5 separate regions of the Mus musculus genome follow, and regions 1, 2, 3 and 5 are each linked to region 4. The links are chromatin contacts, called in public promoter capture Hi-C maps. All regions are on one chromosome and are shown on one strand. The core of a region is the stretch at or near the end of the contact, and the rest is flanking DNA. Distances in the headings are between cores, read along the strand shown.

Evidence for each region. Promoter capture Hi-C pulls out the DNA fragments that hold promoters and counts their contacts.
Region 1: a promoter capture Hi-C map of liver shows a contact between it and region 4, with 3 times the contacts expected there. The contact joins the promoter of Mtres1 here to the promoter of Afg1l in region 4. A contact is called at or near these places in 3 of 39 promoter capture datasets (the C10 cell line, liver and pre-B cells) and 2 of 484 Hi-C or Micro-C datasets (B cells and pre-B cells).
Region 2: a contact with region 4 is called in a promoter capture Hi-C map of pre-B cells, with 3 times the contacts expected there. The contact joins the promoter of Bend3 here to the promoter of Afg1l in region 4. A contact is called at or near these places in 4 of 39 promoter capture datasets (cranial neural crest, liver and pre-B cells) and 1 of 484 Hi-C or Micro-C datasets (CD4 T cells).
Region 3: a promoter capture Hi-C map of pre-B cells shows a contact between it and region 4, with 2.7 times the contacts expected there. The contact joins the promoter of Atg5 here to the promoter of Afg1l in region 4. A contact is called at or near these places in 2 of 39 promoter capture datasets (liver and pre-B cells).
Region 5: a promoter capture Hi-C map of liver shows a contact between it and region 4, with 5 times the contacts expected there. The contact joins the promoter of Wasf1 here to the promoter of Afg1l in region 4. A contact is called at or near these places in 5 of 39 promoter capture datasets (the C10 cell line, liver, neutrophils and 1 more), 3 of 484 Hi-C or Micro-C datasets (CD4 T cells, embryonic stem cells and olfactory sensory neurons) and 1 of 9 other capture datasets (liver).

What each region holds. Positions count from the first base shown.
Region 1 is chr10:43,539,298-43,542,959 of GRCm38.p6, reverse strand. Mtres1 (mitochondrial transcription rescue factor 1) reads left to right here and starts at 1,942. Exons shown (of 4, transcript NM_026411.2): 1 at 1,942-2,020.
Region 2 is chr10:43,477,501-43,481,299 of GRCm38.p6, reverse strand. It overlaps Bend3 (BEN domain containing 3), which reads right to left and starts at 2,160. Exons shown (of 4, transcript NM_199028.2): 1 at 1,928-2,160.
Region 3 is chr10:44,266,640-44,270,703 of GRCm38.p6, reverse strand. Atg5 (autophagy related 5) reads right to left here and starts at 2,365. Exons shown (of 8, transcript NM_053069.6): 1 at 2,120-2,365. Gm40637 (a long non-coding RNA gene) reads left to right here and starts at 2,502. Exons shown (of 2, transcript XR_871625.2): 1 at 2,502-2,591; 2 at 2,743-2,962.
Region 4 is chr10:42,476,752-42,480,847 of GRCm38.p6, reverse strand. It overlaps Afg1l (AFG1 like ATPase), which reads left to right and starts at 2,283. Exons shown (of 13, transcript NM_145743.2): 1 at 2,283-2,585. The coding sequence starts at 2,447.
Region 5 is chr10:40,881,792-40,885,865 of GRCm38.p6, reverse strand. It overlaps Wasf1 (WAS protein family, member 1), which reads right to left and starts at 2,039. Exons shown (of 9, transcript NM_001379453.1): 1 at 1,796-2,039. Cdc40 (cell division cycle 40) reads left to right here and starts at 2,723. Exons shown (of 15, transcript NM_027879.2): 1 at 2,723-2,979. The coding sequence starts at 2,791.

The sequences.
Region 1 (3,662 bases), core at 693-3,192, 1.1 Mb before region 4:
TGGTCTCTGGAACTGGAGCTACAGATAGTATAAGCCACCATATGTGTGCTGGGAATCAAATCCACATCCTCTGGAAGAGCAACCAGTGCTCTTAACCACTGAGCCATCTCTCCTGGTCCTCTGTATGTCATCTTAAAAAGATTTCACCCTGTGAGATGGCTCAGTGGGTAAACGCACTTGCTACCAGACCTGGCAATGCAATTTTGATCCCTGGGCCCCACATAGTAGACAGACTCCGGCAAGCTGTCCTCTGACCTACACACCCACAGACACCCACAGAAATAACATTTTTTGTTTGGTTGGTTTGGTTGTTTGGTTTTTTTGTTTTGTTTTGTTTTGTTTTGTTTTTTGAGACAGTGTTTCTCTGTGAAAGGAGCCCTAGCTGTTCTAGACTTGCTTTTTAGACCTGGCTGGTCTCAAACCCACAGAGATCTGCCTGCCTCTGCCTCACAAATGCTAAAACTAAAGACATGGGCTACCATACCCTGCAATCTTTTTAATTTTTTTAAAAAATTTTTTCCCAAGGGGTGGTGAACTGGCTCAAAGGATAAAGGCTTTCGCTGCCAAGACTAAAAGACCTGAGTTCCCTAGGTCAAACATGATGGCAGGTGTTGACCTACAAGTAAATGCAACTGTGTATCCCTCCTGATCTCACAATGTCAACCGTGTAGATGTATCATTTCAGCATTTGAAACAATTTGTAGTTGTGCATTCCTCTTATACAAACACAATCAAGAAACTATTGTGCCAACTTAGGAGAAAGGAGCATCAATGAAAAGGCGGGGAACAGAGCTCACAGACTTGGAAGGGAAACGTCTGAAAAAGAAGAAAATCAGGAAGGCTACTTCTCGTTTAATACAGCATATATCCCAACAAACGTTAACGCAAACATATCTAAACCTGGGCTCCAGAGGGAAGGGCACTGGCTGCTCTTCCAGATGAGCCAGATTCCATTCCCAGCATCTGCATGGTGGTTAGCAACCATCTGTAACTCCAGTCCCAGGAGATGCAATGCCCTCTTCTGGCCTCCTTCAGCATAGAGGCACATGGTACATGCAGGCAAAGACACTCATACACGTAAAAGTATTTACGTTTTAAAAACAAACAAACAAAACAAAACAAAACAAAAAAACAACTTTTGTGAAACTGACTGTACTCTAGTGTCTGGGCTATATTCCATCTGACTCCCAAGGTTTGTTTTCACTGGTTCCACTAAACCGTGTTTTCCTAGACTCTAACCCCTGTCCAATCACTTCTGGCATGGCAAGAAAACTGAACGAAAACGGTGTGACTTAGTTTTTTTTGGGGGGTGGGGGGTCAGGGGTTGATATATTGAGACAGGGTTTCATGTAACCCAAGCTGGTCTCAAGCTTGTTATGTAGCCAAAGACAGGTCAAGTGACTTACTTGATCTTTCTGCCTCCACTCCCCCAATGATAGGATCACACCCAATGTGAGGTATTTTATTTATTCCCATTTATATTTATTTCTTTGTAGCTCAGCCTGGCCTCGAACTTCCTAGTCATGTACCCAAGGAAAACCTTGAACCCCCATTCTTCCTACCTCGGTCTCTCCAGTGTTGGGATTACAGCGATACACCTACACACGGACGGGTTAGAAGTAAACTCTTATATTCTGTGATGTTAAGACAGTTTTCTGGAGACAACATCTATAACTCACTAAGAAGTTCAGGGCTTTGGCTATTCGAGAGAAAGAACTTTTGCTTCCAAACCAAATTCTTCTGGAACTGGCTGCCAAGCTCAGCGGGCCTGGGATGGGCCTCCCACGTCCCCTCTCCCCCCCCCCCCCCCCCCCACCTCACTTCCCCACACCCCGACCTCAACAGCGTGGTCCTCCAAGGCGCCGCGTCCAGCAGGGGACGCTGTGAGGCCACCACCGTGCTCAGATGCGCCTAGGGGTCCACTCTCTGCGTAGGCTGGGGCGGAAGAGGCGGGGCAGGTGCGGAGGTGGCTCCCGCCTGCGGTCGGCGCGGTCCGGGGAGGGACCAGCGGACTGCGCAGGTGAGTGCGCCCCTACTGGCCCGCCGGCTCAGCCCCTCGCCGGGCGCTTCGCCCTCGGCTGGCTTCTGCCCTGCGGCGCTCCGGCCGTGTCTGCGAACCCTTCCCGTTCCGCAGAGTTGGGGTTGCCTAGGGACGCCTCTCGAACCCCGGGACCGTGGGAATTAAGCTGGCCCAGGCTGTGCGTCCCCGGACTTGGGTGCAGCAAGCTGCAGACACACTGACTCGGGGCTGGGCGGCGTGGGAGTGTCCAGTTTCCTTTGACCTTGGGGGACCTGGGGAAGGTTCGGGATGGGAGGGCTCCAGGGGAACTCGATCTTGTGTAGAAGTCCGCTTCCGACGTCCGCAGAAGGGAAGGGTTTCGTAGCTGTAGACCCAACCAACTGGAGGCCAGGCCCGGGTCTTACAGAGCGGTGACACGCTAAGGAACGTGGATCCACTCCCAGCGTAGTGCAGGTCAAGGACAGCTTTGCCTGTGTATCCTAAACACTGCTCTTCTGCCAGTCTTAGCCTTCGTTATAGAGTCTATAGCTTTATAGAAATCTCACCCGAAACGAACCTTACGGGCTTTCTTTCCTAGTCATCTCTAATGCAAACTGCCGTCAAGGAGATTTTTTCATATGGACTCCTGCCGGGTTACTTTCCTACTAAAACTCTCTGTATCTCTCGTGCCGTCTGGGTGACCTCCAGACTTAGGTCTATAAGACTTTTTTAAGGCGGCCTCGTTGTGACTGGCTTCTTACTTTTATAGTGAACGATGTCCTTGAACACGTGAGCTCCTGCCTCTTTCCCAGATGCTTGAATTATAGGCTTGCAACAGCGTTCCTAGCTTCTGCAAGTTTTTAATTACCAGGCACTATTTCTGTGCACGTGAGATAAATAAAACAGGGATGAAGAAGAAGTCTAGTCTTGTGGAGTGTATGCACATGCAGACAGCATCTGGTAAATTACACAGCAGCCTGTGATTAGCTCTGGGGGTGGGGTAAGTGTGGTAAAGGGGACCGATTGGCAAGGTGGAGTTGCGTTGGAATAGTTGGAATGGAATGGGTAGGCCCCGCTGAGGGGATGTGTTTGAGTCTAGACTTGAAGGTGAGTTTCCTTGCAGATACCTAAGTGAGAGTGTTCTAGGCCTGTCTGGAACAAAGGTCCCTAGTTTGTCCAGAATGTGTCCCCCTAGTTTCATGTGTTAGGAATTTGGTGCAGTACCTTTAGGAAGAGCAGGGCCATGAAGGTTCTTTCTGAAGAATGGACAGTCGGTATTAGTGGGTATTAAGGGAGTACGTGGCTTTGTTATGAAAACAAGCTCTCTCTGGCATGCTTACACCATCCTTATCTTCCACCTTGTGATGCAGCAAGAAGTCCTTTCACCAAATGGCAGCTTCTAAAGGGCAGAAGGGAAGGGGAGTTTGTTTAAGGGGAGAAGAGGGTTAGAGGCAGTTGACTTGAATTTCCCAGACTCTAGAGGCATGAGTAAAAAAAAATCTCTATCCTTTATAATCACCCCAGCTCTAAATCAGTTGTAGCCATGGAAAACACTCTTTAAGGATAGCTGCTTGTGTGTAAGGACCATGAAGACTAGTGTCAGTGCGGCAGGGGCTGAAGCTGACCAAGTAAGACAGACACGGTTGTCACTGTTCAGGTTTTG
Region 2 (3,799 bases), core at 911-3,410, 1.0 Mb before region 4:
ACAGAATTTAGGGACTCGGTATCAAGACCAAACAACAACAACAAAATGCCAGGTGTGGTGGGACAGATCTTTAATCCTAGCATTTGGTCGGTTTAGGCAGCTGGATCTCCAAGGCCAGCCTTGTTAAATCTCAGGCTCCAGGCCATTCAAAGCTACAGTGAAATGTAGACTTAAAACAAACAAACAAACAAACAAGGCATCTCTAGTAAAGCCCAAAGTGGTTCTTGGTGTGTCTTGGTCTCACATGAGAATATATATAAAAGTTTAGATTTTTAAAAATGCAAAAATAATTCTTAGGGCTGGGGATGTAACTTAGTTGGTAAAATGTTTGCCTACCGTAACTAAAGTCGTAATTTCGATCAAGTACCACAAAAATTAGGTGCAGTGCACATACTTGTAATCCCAAGTATGTAACTCCTGTAACTTGACAGGCGTTCAGGATCACGCAGGCCTATATAACAAAAAAGTCTGAGGCCAGCAGGGACCACAGGAGACTGTCTCAAAAAAGGAAAACAAAAAAACAAAAAAATCCTGGCTAAATCCCAGTATTCGAGGAAGCTGAAGTCCTGTAAGGTTTACACATGAAACTCTAAAACGAGGGGCTGGAGAGATGGCTCAGCGTTTAAGAGCACTTGTGGCTCTTGCAGAGGTCGTGGGTTGTGTTCCCATCACCCACGTGGCTGCTCCCAACCATCTATCTGTAAATCCGATGCCCTCCTCTGACCTCTTAGGAGACCAGGCATGGATATGGCGCATATATATGCAGTCAAAACACATACACCGAAAATGAAGCTTAAAAACAAAACCCAAACACCTATGAATTAAAAGTGGAAAGTCGCAAAAAGAGAAAAACTGCAGGCATGGAACCGAAACAGAGACAAACCTAAAACCTCTATCTGGGACATTTCCACACGTTCCCCACTCGCCTGGGTTTTCTGGGTCTTTATAGATTTCTGGCACCCTCCCCTCTACTCAGTGACGTGTTACTTGTAGGAAAACATTCAAAAGTTACTTCTAAAAGGAAGTTCTCTGACTTCCAAACAGTGAACATTAATTCTGAGCATCTCTGGTTGGCCTCCACCTCCAAAATACTCCCAAGCGGGCCACCTGAGCGATCAAACTTCTACTTTAGGACAAACTTAAAAAAAAAAGAAAAAAAGAACTCAGATGAGTTGAGTCCCAGCCCACAAGGCCTTCACAACTCCGCGCCTCACAGCCCGAGCCAAGTCTGCGTGGGAAATTACGTCGATCGTGGCGGGCACAAGTCACGAGGGGCGGCGAGCGCCCCGGCCCGGCTCCACCGCCCGCCAGGAAGGCCTCGCGCTCGCTGGGGTGCACACCCAGAGCGCCGCGCTGGACCCGCCTCCAGCCGGGCAGCGGGAACCACGGAGCGCCGTGGAACGGCCCGGGAGGGTGCCGCGCCCCCTGGCGGCGGGGCTCGCCGCACCCCGCTCCCAGCCGCCGGCAGCCTCGCTCCCTCCGCTGCCTCCCCGGGGCAGCGTCCCTCCGAGCGGCGGCTCTCCGGCCTCTGGCTCCCCGCCCTTCTGCTCCCTCTGACACCCCTCCATCGCCGCCACAGGCCGGTCGAACGCGAGCGCTCCGGCGCCGCGCAGTTGCTCCCCGGCGGCCCTCGGCCGCTCCATCGCCGGCCCGCCGGGGGTGGAGAGCCGGCGCGCGGCGCGAGTGGGGCCGGCCTGGCGGCGGCGGCGCGGACCGTTCCACCGTGCGTCCTCCCCTCCCTCCTCCTCCTCCCTGGCCGCGGCGCGCGTGCTCCCGGAACGCCATGGAGTCGCGGCGTTCCGAGCGGGCACAAAGGGGCGCGCGGCACAATGGGGCGCGACGAGCCCGTGGGCGCCCGCTCCCCCTTCCAGCCCGCGCGGAGGCGGCGAGCCGCTCGCAGGCGGCCCCGACCGGGGCCCACACTCACCTGGGACGAGAGTTGTTACTTTGCGGAGCGGGACCCGCGCCGAGTTCGGGCGCCACGTGCGGGGGGCGGGCGCGCGGGCCGCAGTGGGGGCCGAGCGCGCAGGGCCTGGCCGGGGCGGCCCCGCCGACTGGCTGGGGGCGGCGGGCGGGCGGGCGCCGTGTATTTTCCCCTCTCTTTGTGTGTGTCCGTGCGCTGCGCTCTCGCGTGACGTGACGGGACTCCGTGTGTCATTTCCGCACAAGGACACAGGAGCCCCCGCTGCAGTGGAACCTCAAGCCCTCCGCCCCCACCGCGCCGCCCCTCCCCCTCAGCGGGGCACACGCGGGACCAGCGGCGGCGGCGGCGGCGGCGCTCGGGCGTGAGCGACCGCGGCGGGGAGCTGGGGCGCGCTGCGGGGCGGGTGCGCTCGGCCTGCACAGCGCGGCTCCACGTGGGCCCGCGCCGGCTGCCGGCGGACCAGGGCGGCTCTCACCCACGGGAAAGCGCCCCGCGGCATTCTCGGCTACGTGCTCTCCGGGCTGGAGCGTGGCCCCGGCGCCTCTTTCTCTACTTTTTCTCTAACCCCGGGGGGTGGGGGTGGGAGGCAACGCGCCGTGTCTTTTCCGCCCGCGCCCCCCGCTTTTGGGGCGCTCGGCTGTGGCGCCGCACCATCGCACGGACCTTCCCGTGCCACGCCGGGCACAAAGACTTCGGGGTGCGCCCCCCCTCCAGTTCTGCATGGATTCGTGGTTGGGGGGGTATACTGGAGAGCGACCCCGGGCTCTGGGGGAGCCCTGGCCACTCCCCCGGCAGGGTGGCCGCCCTCTCCCGTAAAGCCTGAGTTCCGAGAGCCCAAGTTTTGCCGCTTGAGGCTGCGGAGCGAAGCACGCGCTTGGGGACCCTCATGCCACCAACTCAGAGCCACGGGGCTCAGCGCGGAAAACTGGGAGACTCCAGTCGCCGAGTTAGTTAAGACCGACCGTCTCCTAGTTTCCCGGACTGCAGAGTCGGAGTTGAGAAATAAGAAACCAACCCCTCGCAGTTCTCCAACTTTCGGGGACTTGGGGTGGGGGTGGAGGGAAAAGAAAAGCCCAAGTCAACTTTTAAGCTGCGTGCCTGGTTTTGGTAAACAATGAGAACGGAAAAAAAAATTTTTTTAATCCTTTAATTTGCCGATGGAAAAAAAATGTCTAAAAAGAAAAATGCAAATGATCCCATCTGCTGCCTACAGCTGACTGGCTGCGAGAGAGGACCATGTGGCCCGGCCCGGCGCGGTCAGTGAATACGTAGAATAGATTTTAAAAGGACGTACATGCTGGCTCCTAGCTGCCCAGTCGCGGCCTAAGGTTGGAATTAACGCGTAGTCAGAGATTATTGTGTCTTCACACAAATTGGGAATTTAATCATTACGCAAGTTCCTCGCCTTCTGGTTTGAAATCTAATGGCGCAGAGTTGGACCTTGGAGGGACTGTGGAACGTTCTGGAGAGGTGTTTGGGTTGCAGACTTGGAGAAGTCAGTACTAATTGCTATGCAAAATTAGCTAGCAGCTTGAAGAAAGGAGCCCAGCATCCTAGGGGTGCTTTTATAAGAGAATCTATACGTGCTCAGTGTCATTCAAAACAGGATGATGGAAAGAATGGGCCCGAGATAGCAGCCCTTCAAATTCAAAAGGCTAGGGTCGCCCTATCTACATTTAAAATAGGGAGGAGGGAGGAAGGGAGGGGGAATGGTTAATTTATACATTCCCTGGAGACAAAGTGGAAGCACTTGGATTCGTTAGGGAACTTGACTTCTGCACTTGTGCATTAAGTGACATGCGCAGCACAACTCTTCCCTCGGCTGCGTTAACAGATGCTGCAGTTTTGTCCTCACCTTCAATTTAATGTGACAGT
Region 3 (4,064 bases), core at 1,116-3,615, 1.8 Mb before region 4:
TCTACCTTCTTGCTTGGGACAATCTCTGTGAGTTCAAGGCTAGCCTGGTCAACAAGGCAAGGTCCATGACATCCAGGGCTGTTACACTGAGAAACCTTGTTTCGAGAAACCAATTTGAAAAAAAACAGTAAAAGAGACAGTTAAAAGTAGAGCCAGGTGGTGGTGGTATAGGCTTTTAATCTCAGCTCTGGGAGGCAGAGGCAAGTGGATCTCTGAGTTCAATGCCAGCCTGGTCTATAGAGCAAGTTCCAGAACAGTCAGGAATACACAAAGAAATCCTGTACAGAGACAGAGAGACAAAGAGACGAAGGAGTGAGTTGGGGAGGAAAGAAAAGGAAGGGTGGAAGGAAGGAATCTGAACTTTTAATCCCAGCCCTCAGAAGGCAGAGGCAAGCAGATAGCTATGAGTTCAAGTCCAGCCTGATACAAGGCCACAGAATGAGACCCTGTCTCAAAAAAAAAAAAAAAGTAAAAGTAAAAAATAGATGGTTCAGCAGTAAAGAATTCCGGCTGCACTTGCAGAGCACATGGGTTTGACTCTCAGTCCCACATGGTGGTTCACATCCTTCAGTACCTCTAGTTCTAGCAGACTCCTTGATGGGCACTAGGCATAAATATGATGGGCATATGGATATGCAGGCAAAACCTGGTCACTTTATGATTAAAATGGAAAAAAAAAATAAGTCTTTACAAAGTCCCACAATGACCTTGTCTCATCTCTAAGCACTCCTATTTGCCCCTGGAATTGGCTAGTATGCTCCAATGGCCTTTCCATGTAGCTTAGCCTCACTCACATACCTTTTCTGTGAACAGCACTAGATCTCCCATGCACACCACCACCCCTACCCATTCCATTTCATTGGCTTATCCTTTTTCTAGAACTTTCTATCACCTGGAAAATACTTTTTTCCCCTTGGGACAGGTGCTCACTGTGTCACTCTGATTAGTCTAAAACTCACTATGCAGACCGGGATTAAAGCTGTGTGTGTGTGTTTGTGTGTTCTTTTCGGAGACAAGAGTCTTGCTCTGTAGTACAGGCTGGCCTCCAACCCAAAGCAACCTTCCTTCCTCAGCTTCTCTAGCACAAGGATTAGAAACGTGGGCAATCACAGTTGGGGTTTGTTTTGTTTTCGGGTTATAGTTTGGTTTTGTGCTGCTCAAGATCCAATGCAGGGCCAAAAAATGCTAGGTTGTTTTTGGGCTTTGGAGGATGTTGTCTGTGTGTTGCAAAGAGTACCATGCCCTCTAGGATTGCAGCAAACTCACTAAATAGCCAAGGCTGGCCTTAAACTCCTGATTTTCCTGCCTTCACCCCACCTCCACTGCTGGAATTAAAGGTACAGGCCACAAAACTGGGCTCAAAGTACAATTAAACTTAGTGTAACATTCTCACCTGCCAAGACAACTACCATAAAGCCAATGTTCTTGTTCTCAAATTTCAATTCAAACAATAATTTTAATGAAGTCAGAATATTTGCATCTGACTCAAATACTCGGTATCAAGGACCCAAGATACTTATCAGGTGAATTCTAGAAGGCTTTAGATAGTCAACTGCTCCTGGGGTTCTGACTAGTGAAGACTTGCTATGCTTTCTCAGTGAAAACAATGCTACATGCTTTGGGAGAAAAACCTACATGCCACCCAGATTCTTAGGTTCCTCAAGTTTATATTCTTTGAGAGCAATTTCAACAAAGTAACTAAATAAACGAAAGTGTTCTACTAACAGAAAAATGCATTTGTTAGTATTAAGTACTAAAATTAAACTGAGACTCAAAGAACTGCATCGAAGAGAAACAGTCTGCGTTTAGATAGAATCAAAAAGCACCGAAACAATTACGATTTAAATAAAATGCAAGTCCTTAACTTGAGCTCCAGACTCGATGCTACATTTCCTACCTTAGTAAGGAACTGACATACTAACTACCCAAAGGGACAGCTAGACTGCCCAAGGGCTCCCGGGCCGGTGTCTCGCCAACCCCACCTCCGCCCAGCGGCACCGCCTCCCCCGCCATCCCTCCGGGTGCGCTCTTTACACGGGCCGCTCGCCCGCAGCCCCTGCCCCTGCCCGGTCCCACTCCCGCCCCACACTTCCACGCCCGGGACACACATGAGCCCTACCCGAGGTGCCGGCTCTGCTCCGGCTTCCCGCAGCGCGAAAGCCGCTCGGTCGGGTTCTGTCTGCCGGGATCACACTGTCCTGCAGAGGCGCAGGAGCAGAAGTCCCAGTGCGCGCGCAGCCGCACAGTGCTGCCGCCCGGGTCAGAAAACAGCCCGACGGGCACTTCCGCCCTCGGAACCAGAGTGAACCGCAGCGCCGGGCGCCCACCGTAGGTCCAGTCACCCTCGGCGCCCGGAGATGACGTCACCAAGACCACGTGGCAAGCGCTCCGCCCTCCGAGCGCGGCCCAACCTGGCAAGACCTGAGTTGCTCCTGAGCGTGCGCAGACACACAGGGAGCGCCTGAACTCGGAACGAGTTTGCCGGTTTTCTTCTTGGATGGACAGAACGCAGTCGTTGGTGTTCCCGGTTGTCAGTGTGACAGTTGTGGAAGAACAGAGAAATAAAGGATCCTGAGACATCGGCTGCCGTGGTAGCAGCATTTTTCTCTTCCTCACAAAACAGTATTGTAAAAACCTTACTTTTAAGGGTGGTTGGGATGGTTTAATTTAGTTGGGTTAGAGTCAGGACAGGGGTATCAAGCTGCAAGTCTGGGACTTAACTAGGTATCTCGTGTTCCTCAGTCTCCCAAGTGCTAGAACTGCAGACGTGAGCCACCACACCCGGCTTTCAAGGTAAACCACATTCATTTGCTCGGTAGAACCTCCCCACTCCTGTAGGACCACAGTAGGCATTAGTGGCTGTATTTAACCCCAGTTGGTAAAAGTACCAAAACCTCCCTCACCTCTAAGAGTACCTTTCCTACTCTTATTGCTTTGAAAATAAAACAAAACGTAAAGAGTACTTGATCTGGGTCTTCACTCACCAAACATTTTAACACCCTCCTCCTCGTCCTCCTCCACCTTCTCTTCCTCCTTCTCTTCTCCCCTCTTACTCTTCTCTTTCCTTCCCCCACCCGGAGAGGATGAGGTGTCCAACTAGATCCTAAGAGATGGTAAATGGAGCCCCGGGAGCTGCAGTTACAGGCAGTTGTGAGGCACCCAGTGCAGGCACTGGAAATGATTTTAGTCTTTTGCGAGATCAGTGAGCACAATTAACTCTTAACTACACTGATCTGTAGGTATTTCTCCAGCCTTTTTTTTTCTTTCCTTTCTTCCTCCTTTTTTGGGTTTGAGACAAGCTCTCGTGCAACGCTGACTGACCTCAAACTCTATGTATAATCATGGATACTCTTTAACCCCCATCCTCCGATCTGACCTTGAATTTACCATCCTTCTGCTTCAATTTCTCTACTGGAATTTCTGCCACGACACTTTGCTCTGTCAGCAGCGGCAGAGCCTGGCTAGAGCCATGAATCTAAATAAAGGCAGTGTTACCTGAAGAAACCCAAGAGGGTCTTGTCAGACTTCTGTTGAGGAGAAGCTGGGTTGGCCTTCATAAGGCTCCACCTAATGTAATTTGGTGCCATTCTCTGGTTATCCTGGGTGTGGACCTTGTACCAGTGTCCACGTCCTGGCCAGTACTTAATAAAACTTGCTCCAAATTTGCCTCAAACTTTGTTGTAGTGATCTTGCTCTTGTCCCATGAGTTTGACACCTTTCTTTTGTGAGGTTCCTTGAGCCTTGGAGGAGATGGTGTCCCTTTTATGGCTGAGCATACAATAGTCATTTATTTTCAGTGCTTAGACCAGGTATGATTTCAGCTAGTAACTGATTACTGAGTTTAATATAGTAGAGATTTCTGCTTTGAGTAGGTGGAGTGTGTTGGAATTCTGTCTAAACTCCACCCCCACAGTTCCTGCCAGCAGCCAGGTATGCTCCTCCTCACAGTTACCTGGCAACAGCTAGATAGGCTTGGCCCAGTATAAAAGGGATTGCTTGACCCCTCCTCTCTCTTACCCTCCTACTCTCTTGCCTCTCTCTTAGGTCTTGCCCCCTTGCTCCCA
Region 4 (4,096 bases), core at 1,034-3,533:
AGGCTCTGTAGTGTGTAGACTATACAGTAGGTACCATATGGTGTTGAGTGTTGTGGAGAACATAAAATTGGCAGTGTTGTGTGAAATTATAATTTTATATAAGACGAGAATATAAAATTGGGAGTGCTGTGTGAGACTTATTTATTTATTTCAGTTCTGGGTAGTGGAAGACCTTTTTAAAAAAACCAGCTTGTGAGCAGGAGAGACAGCGGAACAGTTAAGAGCACATGGACTGCTCTGTCAAGAGGACCTGGGTTCAACTCCCAATACACATGCAGAGGCTCGCAACCATCCATCTTCAGTTCCAGGAGATTTGGTGCCTTCTTCCAGTCTCCTTAGGTACTAGGCACACATGTGATACATAGCTATGTATGCTGGCAAAACACTCATAAACCTAAAAAAAATTTAAAAACAGGTTGCTTCAGCCAGGCAGCGAGCGGGGCGGCACACTTTTTCTATCCTAGCACTCAGGAGGCAGAGGTAGGCAGATCTCTTTGAGTTCAAGGCCAGCCTGGTCTATGGAGCTAGAGTTCCAAGACTGGATGTGTACATCAGCAGATACGGTTGTTCTGGTCAGAGCTTGGAGAGGGAAGAAGGGAGGGAGGGAGGGAGGGGGGAGAGAGAGAGAGAGAGAGAGAGAGAGAGAGAGAGAGAGAGAGATCCAAATCCATCTTTGAGATCCTGACTGGAAGCTTGGGTTTAAGTCGTAGGAAAGAGGTACAACAACTCAGCCGTCCAGGTCAGGTGTGACCTGTGCATCACTGGCCCACCATTGCCCAGCTCCAGTGTGTCCTACAAGCTGGTTCTGCACTGTCTGAACCGTGTGACGTCACTTCCGGGAGCCCAGCTTCTCCCTTTTCTGGTTGGCACCAGGCTTCAACCTTTTCCTTGTCCCAGCGTGGGATTCTTGGGAGCAGTTTGATTTCTTAGGGCCATTGTTTCAGTAGTGCAATAGCCAAAGGGAAAGAAGACACAAGTGTCTCTTTAGACTATCTTCAGTCCCATCGGGGTGGGTACATACTTTGACATATTAGCAGAGAAAAGGCTTGAAGTTACTCTGCCATACTACACCTTCCATTTCCTGTTTCTTCAGAATTCCTCTTCTGGTGACCACAATTTGGTTTCCTGGAATTCTTCTTAGTGTTCTCTTTTTTGGTCACACAATTGAAACTTTGTTTCCTCCTTCCTAGGAATGCTAGACTTTCTTGTTTTCCATAATTCCCAGCTAAATGTTCAGGTCTTTTAGATATGATCCACGGTTGAAGGGTTTACTTTTTTGTTGTTGTTGTTGTTGTTTTATTTATTTTTAAGGATGTAACTATGTAGTTGGACTTCTAACCCTGCTGTCTACATTTCCCAAATGCTAGGATTGCTGTTTGTGCTTTTTCTTCCCAGACTGGTGAATCTTGGGCTTCCTGCTAACTAGGCAAACACTCTATCAGCTGAACACCACCCGACAACCCCTGGGAAGGTCTTTGTCTTTTGTTAAAAGTTAATCTTGTATGGACTAGAGAAGTGGCTCAACTGTTTAAATAATGTGTAACTTATGCAGCCGACAAGGGTTTGGTTCGTAGCACCCACGTTGAGTGGCCCACAGCTGCCTTTAATCTCAGCCAGCTCTGGGGGGATCAATGCCCACTTCTGGCCTCCAGAAGAATCGCTTTCAATATAGGACACACACACCTAGACAAAAATATAATCTCCGTACTCCTCCACAACAGTGCTCTCTCCTTGATCCCACTATTGTCTTTAGCTGCAGCGTTCATCTAGCCAAAGGGTCGCCAGCCTCAAATGAGGGCAGTCGCAAATTCAAGTGGTCACACCATCCCATGACTGCCACATCCACCAGCTGTCAGTCTGGGCCCTTTGGCTTTCCTGTCCCACTTATAAGCTTCTTCAAAGCATGAAAACATGTGCTATATAGAAGATAATTTCTATTACTCAACAGCTCAAACAGAAAGTGGCAGAAACACATTTCAGGTACCCTTCAGAGACACGTTGGACACCGAAAGAAAAGTAAATTGAGGCTATATTATAGCAGATTGGACGAGGTATAATATATACCTCTTGGTCACCTTCATATTATGCGGTCTTAGAAGGTTCACGATTATTACTACAAGCTACAATTGGTTTCTCAGGCCTGGAGAACTAGGGTTTCAGTGGGGGCGGGGTGGAGAGTTGGTTCTAGCCGCCTCTCAGCGGGGTGGGGCGCACCCGCGACTGTCAGGACACGCCCCCTCAAGGCGCGAGGCCTCTCGGGACTTGTAGTCCCAAGGCCCACCGGAAGGCGTGAAGGGCAGGCGTTGCAGCCTTTCTAAGCTTGAGGTCATCTCTCTTTAACGCTCTCTCATTTTCAGGCGTGGCCTCCTGGAGCGCCACAGCACCCGGCTGCTCCGTCGCGTCTTCTGGGTTACAATAAAGTTTTCCTCCCTGTACGGAGCTCAAGATGGCGGCCTCCTGGTCGCCCTTGGTTACTCTGCGCTCCGCCGCGCGCAGCCGGCTGACTGGGAGAGGTGTTGGGTGCGGGGCGCGGGTCGTCGCAATCCCTCCTCCGGCCCCTGGCCCTGGGAAACCCCTGTGGAAAGGTCAGTGACCGTGTCACGAGCGGGCCGCGCAAGGCCCTGGGGTCACCCCACTGTCTGATCCCTCCCAGCTGCACCCGTGGCTTCACAAGTTGTAAGGATCCTAGAGACGAGTTCGTGTCTATTGACCTTTTGCATCTCGTTGCCCCAAAGAGCGCTGAGCGCCTCAGGCAGCTGCCCAGAGTAACTTCCATTTGAGGGTCAGAGGCCAACCCAGTTCTTCCCCAGGTAACCCAGGCCTGGAGAGGGCAGGTGTGCAAGAGCCCGGCTTGGAGGGATGGGGGTAAGCAAGATGGGGTTGGTGTGTGGGGAGCCTTTCACCCCAACCCATCTGGGCTCTTAAGGCTGGTGATGGACTTAATGGTCATGTCAGTCAGGGACCCTATGCCCCCTCCCCGCCCATTTTCTCGATGCAGTCTTAAATTCCTAGGGCATCACTTTGTCTGTTTGTCTGTCATTTATCTGTTTTGCCCCTGACCTTCGATTCTTTCGTTCTACTGTCATGTGTCTGTGAATGAGTGGTTAGCCAAATTACAATCACGTGGTCTCACTGTGTGGTACAGGCTGGCCACGAACTTGAGAACCTCCTGCTGCTCTTTCCCAGAAGTGCTAATTTTACCTCTCTTCACTGGACTGGTTTCTCAAAAGACAGCAAACCCTGTGTCCTTATTTCCTTGGCACGTAGGATGGTGATTGGTGTCTGATGAGCAGATATTTTCAAATGAACGACGTTATTCTCATGGTCTTCCTCAGTCACCTTTCCTCATCTCCAAGAGCTTCTTTATATACCTTCAAAATCGGATATAATTTAACAGAGTATATATATGCAAATGCCGATTCTCATCGTCTCAAGATAGGTTTTTTTCCCCCCTCAGTCATTGAAATAAATACCAGACTGTGAGCTTTACATGGCCCACTTAGCAAAGGGCCTTGCTATCAAGCCTGAGTTCAATCCCTAGGACCCATATGGCAGAGGGGAAGTACCAACACCCACCACTTGTCCTCTCTTGCGCGCGCGCACGCGCACACACACACACACACACACACACACAAAATAAGTAAAGTAAAAAATATTCCTTTCTATTTTATAAACAAGAGAAATGCTGAAGTATAAATCTCATTAATTGAGTCTGGATTACAGTTTCTGCCCCTTTCTTTACTCCCCCCCCCCACACCCGCCATCAAGAAATAACCCCAGGAGGGTTATTTCTTTTTCCCCTCTTGTTTGAAGTTTCATTTACAAAGCTGGCTTAAACAAAGGCAGGAAGGAAGCCTTGGGAGAGACCATGAGGACAGGAAGGGCAGGATTTGGCTTGATTTTCAGCAGTACTGTGCTTTGAACCCAAGGTCTCCTGTGCACTAGGCCACCCTTCTGCCACAGAGCTATAGGTTCAGTTCTTTTTTTTCTTTTCTTTTTTTTTAGTTTTTTGAGACAGGGTTTCTCTGTATAGCCCTGGCTGTCCTGGAACTCACTTTGTAGACCAGGCTGGCCTCGAACTCAGAAATCCTCCTGC
Region 5 (4,074 bases), core at 790-3,289, 1.6 Mb after region 4:
TAGTTTAAAAGTACTGGGAAAATATCTTCTCTGATTTAACGCATACTATTGTGTGGCATAAGAGTATTGTTTCCATTTACATGTTAGGAAACCAAGGCAAGATGTCCACTTTGTAAATTGCAAGGTCTTTCCTAGCCAAAAAAAAAAAAAAAAAAAAAAATGATTCTACACCGTCAACTTAAATGTATGCCCTTTACAAATTAAATAATCCCTGCACCTCCAAACACTTGCATCGTCCGTGTACAATTCTGTTCGTATCGAAAGGGTTAACAAAACAAGCTTAAACACATAAAGAGGGGAAAGCCGATAAAAAGGAAAAGATGTTTCTAGTGGCTCATAGGCTGTTCTTAAATGATATCATTTAAGTAGTAAGTAGCTATGTTTTTTTCCCAAGGTTTTGAGATATATTCTGTCCTTAAGGTATTCAAAACTGGATCTACTCATATCCATGTCGATAAGAGTTAAAAGAAAAAAACTGTAACTGGCAATAAAATATACTTTAAAAAGAACTAAGTGAAAATTAAAATCCAAGTTAGGGAGTTTTTCTCCTCCCATATTAAATCCTCCCTCTCATTCAAATGAAAGATATGATTAGTAAATCGGATGTTCAAATATTCTACAAATACAAAACTTTTCTTATTAAAACGGAAAATTTTATATATAAGTACGTTATTCAAATATTCAAAATAAATAAAAATACTTTCCCTAACAGAAACTTAGATCAAAGATAAACTGTTCCTGTGAGTTCCAAATGGGACTGCATCTGTACTTGTGTTATGCGGCTCCCAACAATTAGAAAAATGAAAGTTTACCAATTAAATTTACAATGTCAATGGATGTTTGTACAACTGAACAACTAATAAACTAATCACACCGATTACTGAAAATAAAGACTTAGCTAATGTGAACACCAAGAAAAAAATGTAAATAGAATGTCGGGCACATTTTGTATAGTAAAGGATAGGGTCAGAATGAGTCGAATTAAAGTACCTATTCTAGCTAGGTATTAATTAGTCAGTCACAGGGCAGGTCGTGAATGTTGGGATCCGATGAGCTTTCTTTTCACCATTATTCTAGTTCATCATCCGCAAGTGCTAGAGAAGGTGTCTACGGAAGCTAGGGGGCATGCTGTAGCTAGGGGAAAAGAAAAATGGGAAAGGTGCAATGGATGCTGCATAGTTGAATAATTATCTGGGTGGCACAATGGGCGAGTCCTGCCGACATCAGAGCCCAGCAAGCGTCTCCCTAACTCTGCCCGAGGAACCTCCCCATTTCCAGGCATCAAAAGAGCCAGCACCCTCTCTGCCTTCTCTTCCAAACTGGAATATAAAGGGATGCCCGCACTCGCTTTACCATGGTCGTGCAGAGAGCCGCGGCGCAAAGACCCGCGGCCAGGGCTCGCTTTTCAGAACCGCTGGCACGCCGGGCGAGCCGAGGGCTCCGCGACTGGCTGCAGCCTTCGCCGGCGCCGATGCACAAGGGCGGAGCGGCGGGATCGGAGCCCCGAACCCCGCGCCGCAGGTGAGAGCCGCAGATGCTGCACCCAGAGCAGCCTCGGGCCAGTCCCCGCGCCCGAGATCCCACGCCTCGTCCTCCACGCGCAGCCCGGGCTGCTGGGCGGCGGGCGCGGGGGAGCCCGGGATGGGGGCGGGGGCGGCGCGCCCATCCATCGCCGCCGCTGCAGACCCCGGCTCATCCACACGCCCCTCTCGGCTCGGGTCGGTGGAGAACAGTTCCCTCGTCAGGACCCCGGGAAGAAAAAAAAGGGACAAAATCCTGAGAGACTCGTGCTCACCGCGAAACCGTGGGGGGCTCGCGCCGTACCCCTTCTACATGCTTCGGCGGCTGCCGCCGGTCCGGCTCCGCACTGGGGCGCCACCAGGAGCCCCTCGGGAGCGTCGGGCTGCGGGATGGAAGCCGCGCCGGGCACTGGCTGAGGCGCCGGGCCGCCGGGAATGCCGCCGGGGGCGCCCACTGCTCGCCCGAGCCGCGGTGCGCTCGACGCGCGAGCGAACAACACCGCGAGCAGCCGCTGCCCTGCGCCGCCCCCTCCCCGCGCGACGCTCCACAACCGGGCGCGGGGACCCGCGCCTGCAGCAGGGGGAGCCGCGGGGCGCTCTCCGCCTGGCCTCACGACCTTTCCCCGGAGCTGCACCGGACGGGTCCCAGGTCTCTGAACTTAGGATTCGCACTCTCCCCTCGAACCCTGCAGGGCGTACGGCGGCATGGTGGGAGAATGAGCATCCACCCACTTACCCGTCCGTGGGCAAGAGGACGGCGCTTCCCCCTGTCCTGAGGCTCTGTGGTATTGCCCGATCCGCACTTTGGGGGAGGGGGCCGGAGAGAACGGTGCTGGGCTCGGGAATGAGGGAAGATGACATCCAATTGAATGAAGCATCCTCTTGGGGGCGGGGTCGAAGGCAGGCCCCCTCTGCCGGGCTCCACCTCCTCGCTCCAAACTACATTTCCCATGGTGCCGCGAGCTCCTCGCCGCACTGTACGCCGGGAGTGAAGGTCCTCGAGGCTTCAAACACATCTCAGGACTGGGTCTTTAATCAACGAGGTCCTGAAAGTTACAAATAGTTGTAATCCCTTGTGCTTCTTTAGATAAATGTTTGTGAATCTCAAGTTTTGATACAGTTATCTCAATAATAAAGTTTTTTTCGAGAAGTTATAAATGATTTTTTTTAAAGGAGGTAAATATCGAGTTCCATGACAATCTGACAGGACCTGGGAGACGCTGCTTCTTCCGCCTTGGCCTGGCCTTAGCAGAGAGTATCTGTTGCAGTCATGTCGGCTGCGATTGCAGCTCTAGCTGCTTCGTATGGCTCGGGCTCGGGGTCCGAATCGGATTCGGACAGTGAGGGCAGTCGGTGTCCGCTGCCAGCCGCGGACTCTCTCATGCACTTGACCAAATCGCCTTCAGCCAAGCTCTCTCTGACCGTGGCGGTGGACTCGGCTCCGGAGGTGGCAGTTAAGGTAAGTGTTTTGGACACTAATAAGCTCAGGAACTGCTTTCAGCTCGTCTCGGGTTAGAGGCTGGTCTACCTTGGCGCTGAGAAGTATGTAACTAGCGTTTACATCTCTTCCCACATCCTCCTTGACGATTAGAAGTACGGAGCAGCTCTCCACTAACCCCTGTCCTTCCTATCTCCGTCGGATAAAATTAGTTCAGGAGAGGAGGAAAGTTTGAATTTGTAGACTAAGATGTAGCCTTATTAGATCAGTTATAAGTTCAGAGCATAGATAATATTGGATCAAGACTTTCAAACTAGAATTTGTACCCTCACTAGAAGTGAGCCACGGCCAGGCACTGTTTTGTTTTTGAGGAACTCGGCACGAATCCTGGCTTCACTACTTTCAAATTACACAACGTTCTTTTGTACAGTTGTGCAATGAAGATAGCTGTATAAAAACATATTTATCGGGGGGTTATTGTAAAGATTGAGTGAAATTATATGGTAAAGATTATAGCACAGAGCCGAATATCTATCTAGTGGAAAGCGATACATGTTAGCTATTGTGATTCTTTGTGTTAATACAATGAATGGGAAAAGGACATAAAGTTTAGGAAGTAGCATGCACGAACCCAACCGAGGAAGTTGATAAAGGGGGAAACCCAGTTCTATAGTTCTATAATATAGTTCTCTATGGAGCATGTATTGTTTCCCAGTAACAACAGGATTAAAGCCACAAGGGTCAACCAACCAGAACATCTTTGCTATCATAGTTCATACTGGAATCATTCTCGTGGGTGAAACAACCAATTAAATGTGGACAAATAAAGTAGTTACAGATTGAATTGAACACTGGGTGTCCGGGGGTGGGGGGTGGGGTGGGGATGGGATGGGGTAATAACCACAACAAAGAATAAGGTAGAAGTGTGATTTTTTTTTTGTGTGTGTAGATTGCTCAGACAAATCCTTTCTTAAAAAAATAAAAATAAAAAAATAAAAAGTTGCCAGGCAGTGGTGGCACATGCCTTAATCCCAGCACTTGGGAGGCAGAGGCAGGCAGATTTCTGAGTTCGAGGCCAGCCTGGTACAGAGTGAGTTCCAGGACAGCCAGGACTAC